Regions from separate parts of the Mus musculus genome. Here region 2 is linked to region 1. Evidence: chromatin contacts called from public HiChIP or PLAC-seq data. All regions are on one chromosome and are shown on one strand. Each heading gives the region's core, a stretch centred on a gene start, on an enhancer-like site or on the middle of the called end of the contact. The rest is flanking DNA. Distances are from core to core; before and after follow the strand shown.

Region 1 (2,928 bases), core at 263-2,762:
TTTGACCAGCTTGCCCCTAGCTCTCCCACCTGCCACTCCCTGGCCCCTCCCACCACCAGCCCTCCCATTTTTTTGGGGAGCAGGGCATGGTGTGAAAGGCTGAGTACTGAGGGGGTTACTATGGGTGCTGTGCCCTAGGGCCTGGGTGGCGGGGGGTGGGTGGCCTGTGGGCGTGGGGGGGCCAGTGTGCCCACCCCAGTCTCTTGGCGTGCTGGAGAGCATCCTGGATGGAATTGAAGTGAATGGAACAGAAGCCAAGCAAGGTGGAGTGTGGGTCAGACCCAGAGGAGAACAGGTAACGAATGGGCCTGGCAACCCGGTAGTACGGCAACAGATATGGATAGCTCTCTGGGTAAAAGAGAGATGGTCTCTGTTTTAGACATGGCTTTTAAGCACCCCTGGACATGGACATGGAGCCAGCAAGCCTGCTGCTTACCTTAGTCCAGGGATTGAGGGCATGCTCGTATTTCTTAGGGAATCGGGCACTTAGATTGGGATGTTCACTTTGAAGGAGGAAGCGGTAGGAAAGGGATCATTACAGGTAGCAGACACTCTGCCCCTTCCTTGGCAGTGCTGGGCCATCTCAGCACCCCCCACCCCTACCCTGTGTCTCTTCTCTATTGTTACCCTCACTTGAGCATGTGTGTGATCCCAGTGGCCTTGCCATTTTCTTCTTTCTCCCAGTCCATTCACTGCCTGACCACAAATAAGCGTGTTATCCACAAGCCATGGTGCATATAACATAACATTTCCGGGTACAGGCACCAATAACTATTGGTCACAACCCACACTTATTTTTGGAATCTATTGGAAACCCCACACACTCTTCCTTGTTCATGGTCAAAGGCGGGGACTGCTATGCAGCTCCTCCCAGGAAGTGGAAGAACACACCAGCTAGGAAGGGTTTGCTTCCTCGTGGATGAGACAGACGGCCGCGTCACCTTGCACACACCACTAGGGAGAGGTTACCCCTCATTTGCACTGCTCTGCGTCAGTTTAGAGGGTCTCCGCTTTCCCTGTCTGCTCTAAGTGGCACAGAGCTCTGTTCCATTTGGCGTGATGTCCCAAGAGCAGGGTACATCCTGTGCCTATGGCCAGGGAAATAGTGGGGGTGGGGTGCTCTGGTGAGCAGTGTAGCTAACTGTTGTCTGGGAGATCAGGTCCTGAGCCAGAAGGCCAGAAGCTTGGCCAAGCAAAGCCCTTGTGCCCAAGACCGGTTCTTTGGAGGGTCAGAAATAGTAGATGGGATTTGTGGTTGTGTAAGTGGGACACTGGGTAAGAAAGCCCCTTCCCCCAAAACCCTCCTCTCACACTTAGACTTATGAGACAGGCTGTTCTCACCCTGTAACCGCCACTTGGATTGCCTGTATTTCCCTGCCCACACTTCTGGAAGAGCCTGCTCTTAGCTCTTGTAAAAAGATTGAAATGAAGTTCCTAGTCCCTCAGAGCTGTGGCACCTCTTCGCCCAGCCCTCCCCTCCCCCATGGCCACGTGCCATCTTGTGGCTATGTGTGGAACTGCACCCAGAGGCTCTGAGGCCTGTGATAGCCCCCTGCTCAACTGGGACCAACGTGATCCCTACACACTCACACCACCAGAAGGCGGGAGGCAAGCCTGGCCTTCCAGCCTTGGTAGGAACCAGACAGGGGTAATCCCCAGGGTGTGTGAAGCACAAGGCTGTCTGTGACCGTGACCCTGGCCAAGGTCACTGTGTCAGTGTGTTGGGAACTGTATCAGGCCTTAGGGGGAGGGGCCCTGGAACATGGTACACACAGGGTGGTTGTAGAAGGTTATACAATCCTTGCATGCGTAGAGGCTTATGTAACCTGTGTGTCCTGAGGTTATGTAACACATATATGGAAAGCCTGGCAACATATATGTGCAGTGACTGAGAGTTGCTAAAAATACCATGCATGAAGAAGTTCAGGGTCTTTTTCCTGGCTGATTCTGGCGTGGTGTCCCAGCGTACAAAAGGCCCTTTGGTTTTCCTATTTGTTAACTGGAGGCTGTGAACAGGGTAACCCTGATATTTTCAGTCCATGTGGGTTATTTAGCATGTGTACATGACCTAGAGATTGAGGAACATGTTCACACGGGACAGAGGGACGACACCATTAGGTGCCTGTCCAGAGGCTTTCTGTAGCACATGGGTACCTAGCAGAAGTCTTAGAGAATGCCCAGAAAATTGCATGCAATTGTAGATCCTAAGGCTTATTACCATACTTGGGTTTATGCTGAAGGCTGCATAGTTATTCACACTCGTGGGTGTGATATTGCATATATATATATATATATATATATATATATATATATACATACATTTGAAAGGTTATATAGATTTAAGAATATTCCAAGGAGTGTCCTATATATTGTGGCTGGAATGTATATGTGTGTATGTGCGCCTTAGAGCAGCGCCTTCCTGTGACGGGTGTCTGTGTGTTTGGGGACTTTTGAGCATTGCTTAAATGTGAGATGTGTGTGTTTGTGTTTTGGGGTCTCACAGCAATACCTGTCTGTGTGACTGTACTGGGCCCTCAAACATGGTTTTGGCCCCATCTAAGCCCCTTATCTCTCCCATGCAGCGACCAGATAGCTAGACCCTTTCCAAGCTTTGTCAGCTGATATAGGGGTGGGGGGTAGAATAAGGGCATAAGGAGGGGGGAGAAACCAAGCCTGGGGGAGTGGAAAGGGGTGAAGTCTCTTAGGTGGGAAGAGACTGCCCAGAGGCTACTCTGTGTGATTCTGCCCACTTTGCCCCATGCAGTGCCAGGTCACCAGATGGAAAGCGAAAAAGAAAGAACGGCCAATGTCCCCTGAAAAGCAGCATGTCAGGTGAGCCTGGCTACATGTGTCCCTTACCCTCCCACTTCCCCTCCCCCCACAGCACACTTGGCCTCCTCCCAGGCTAGGCCTGGACCTCCTGTGTCT
Region 2 (2,928 bases), core at 211-2,710, 350 kb after region 1:
ACCCCCCAAGCATAAAATGATTCCGTTGTTACTTCATAAGTGTAACTTTGCTGTTATGAATCATAAGGTAAATATCTGATATGCAGGATGTCTGATGCTCGACCCCTGTGCAACCCACAGGTTGAGAGCCGCTGCTTTGTTGGCTTCTGTGCTGGGTACAAAGGCTGGCAGTCACTCATGGCCAGGGCTGCAGATGGTGGCTTGAAGCCTGTTGAGACACTGATGCTTGTGAAGTCAGAGGCATAGAGGATGATCCTCTTTACACAACTGCTGTGCCCTCCGGGCATAACACAGTGCCCGGCACCCAGACCTGCTCAATCAATGCTTGTTTAACAGCTCTCTCATATTTTCAAATACCAATGATTAAGAGAATCATTGGTGAATGAATTGCCTACCCCACCCAGACGGGAAAGTGTGGCTTTGATCAGGTTCTTCCGTTTCTGAGAAAACCACCATTTCCTGTGGCTTTGATCTGAAGCCCTGATTCTCAACTGTCCCGCCCCAGCCAACAGCTCTAGCTTACCATTTCCTGTTTTCTGACCATCTTATCTCTCTCTCCAGCAAATGATCCTTGGCTTTCTCTTTCTAGGTGACTCCTTCTAGGCAGCCCCCCTCCCAGCACTCCCCCCCCTGTGCCCCCACACCTCTAGCTCTTCCTCTCAGTGTCTCTGGGACAAGAGAGATGATTAACTAGATTAAAGGTGCAAGGCCTTCCTGGGTCTGGCTCTAAGCCTCCTGCAGGCAGAGGTCAGGACTGGGGCTGGGTCTTGATCCACATCCTGCAGGAGGGTGTTAGGGATAGAGGTTTGATGGAGACAGAACAACCAGGAATGTGTATAATCTCAGACTGTGATGGAGCTTGGAGCTTGGAGAGAAAGTTACATTTCAGACTTTGGAATATCAGGGAGGAGTCCCCCAGACTAACAAAAACAGACCAACCAACAAACAAGAAACCCCGAAGACAGTAGGTGTTAGCTCTGCAAAGAGGGATATGGAGGAGCGTGCAGGTGGTAGCAACTGCACGTGCAAAGGTCCTGGGGTAGGTAGGAGAAGTGGTAGCCTCTTAAGGGCTGAACGAACACTTAGTGTAACCTACATCACAAATGGTGAAATGAGGCTAAGGAGGTAGCCTAGGGCTAGCCCTTGAGCACCAGGCTAGACACTTGGCTTTATCCCTAGATCAGTGAGAAGCCACAGAACATCTGAATAGGCATTGATGTGACCCTGTGTTTTGAAAGGCCCTGCGTGGCTACCAGACAACAGGGCAAAGGGTCAAATGAAGAGGGAGATCCAAGGTTGTAGCTGCTCAGAGGCAGCAGAGGCAGGATGGTGGTGATGGAGGAGGAGTTCTAGGCACATGATTTTTGTCTGGAGATCATGTTGTCAGTGGGCACCCTCAGGTGTCTGCCCTAGGGAGCCGGAGAGCTTCGCTGGACTTTGCCTCCCACTGGGTGAGCCAGACAGGCTGAAAGGGCAAAGTCCCGAGGTATGTTCAGGTAACACGTGCAGAAGACACATGCAGCTGTACAAACTGGGACCCTGGGAAAGCCTCCATCAAGGTCTCCCCCACCACTTGTGTTTACAGCATTTTTGATGCTAAGGATCTTTGTAACTCCTAGGGCATGCTCCCCCACGTCCTAGCAAAGACCCATTCCTTTTAAAGCCTCAGGCAGTCCTGAGCTGAGGGTTGCTCCTGGAGGGGTCGATGGGGCCAGTGAGAGGGGCGTCCAGACCTGGTCTCCTCTTCCTGCCTCTGACTCAGGTTCTTGCAAGTTCATTCCTCTGTAACCTGATTACTCACGGAGCCTCCACCCTTCCCACACAGGCCCGCACCCTTCCCTGGAGGAGGGGTGGATAGAGGAACCCTGAGGTTGTGGGAGCATAAACCTAACAGCCGCCGCACCCCCTAAGCTCCAACCCCAGAGTAAGGTCTGAGTCTCCCCTTCCGGGTGGAAGCTCTCCAGGGTTACAGAAGCTTCTTGGCTTTGGGCCTGAATCTGCTAGGAGCCCAGCAGGAGTGTGGAGGCCTTGGTGTCAGTAACCTATAAATGATGTATGTTGTGGGTGGGATGTAGGACCTCCAACCCCTGCCCCACTGAATGCCCCTGACACACTGATGGCTGTCTGTGACTTTGAAGGGCTTAGCTGTGGGGGCCAGGACAACATTCAGTATAGAAGAGTGCTTTCTCATTAGAGCCCACGGGGGTGTGAGGGTGTCACCCAGGAAGCCCAGGCCCACCACTCCCTGCTGTGACTGTCTGTGCTTGGGGTCAGTGTTAACAGGGTTGCTAGGGACCCAGAGAGTCTGGTCTCCAGCTGTTGGTTCCTTTCCTGTCTGCCCTGGGGGTAGAGGGCTGATTTTGTCCTGTTCTCTGGCATCTGGCTCCCCACCCAGCTTCAGAGATGTGCTTTAAGGACTGCTCAGCAGACCTTAGGGGAGGGTAAGAAGTAACATTTAGATTGCAAGTCAGAGGGAGGAGAGTTTCCAGTGACCAGCTAGCAGGTTGAAGCAGGGATTGGGGGTGTGGGTGTGGGCGTGTAGAATGGGGTATGTATGAGGTGGGGAGGGTGTGTGGCAGGGTGGCATAGGTCTGAATCGGCCCCATCGTTTATCCCCAGGGTTACCTGCTCGAGTGACACAGTCCAGGATGGTTCTCAGTGGCCTGAGCTGCCCACTCAGGGGACGCCATTCTCTCCCTTCCTGATTTACAACATTTTGCTGTCTACCCATTCACCCTGGACCATGTTTAAAGATGCCCAAGAGAAATGAGCACACACAATTCCTGACTGCTGGGGACATCAGGAGCCATGGGCTCCTAAGTCTAGATAAGCAAACTGACCATGGTGACCCAGCGGCGCACACGAGGAAGTTCAGAGGGTATGGCAGCAACTCCAAACTCTCCTCTAGAAGGACTAAGGAAAACTAGC

What was found. HiChIP or PLAC-seq counts read pairs in DNA pulled down with a chosen protein or histone mark.
Region 2: a FOXA1 HiChIP or PLAC-seq map of pancreatic cancer cells shows a contact between it and region 1. The contact joins two enhancer-like sites. A contact is called at or near these places in 2 of 115 datasets of contacts at active chromatin or transcription factors (embryonic stem cells and pancreatic cancer cells).

The regions. Positions count from the first base shown.
Region 1 is chr11:98,753,344-98,756,271 of GRCm38.p6, forward strand. It overlaps Thra (thyroid hormone receptor alpha), which reads left to right. Exons shown (of 10, transcript NM_001313983.1): 2 at 1-295; 3 at 2,765-2,832. The coding sequence starts at 243. Among named protein-coding and RNA genes, the nearest start is that of Thra, 13 kb to the left of the region's middle. Within about 2 kb of position 1,513, at least 147 of the 459 cell types and tissues checked have an H3K27ac peak or open chromatin away from gene starts, as enhancers often do. A contact at or near this core is called in pancreatic cancer cells, where this site is marked.
Region 2 is chr11:99,104,726-99,107,653 of GRCm38.p6, forward strand. No RefSeq gene overlaps it. Among named protein-coding and RNA genes, the nearest start is that of Tns4, 17 kb to the left of the region's middle. Within about 2 kb of position 1,461, at least 140 of the 459 cell types and tissues checked have an H3K27ac peak or open chromatin away from gene starts, as enhancers often do. A contact at or near this core is called in pancreatic cancer cells, where this site is marked.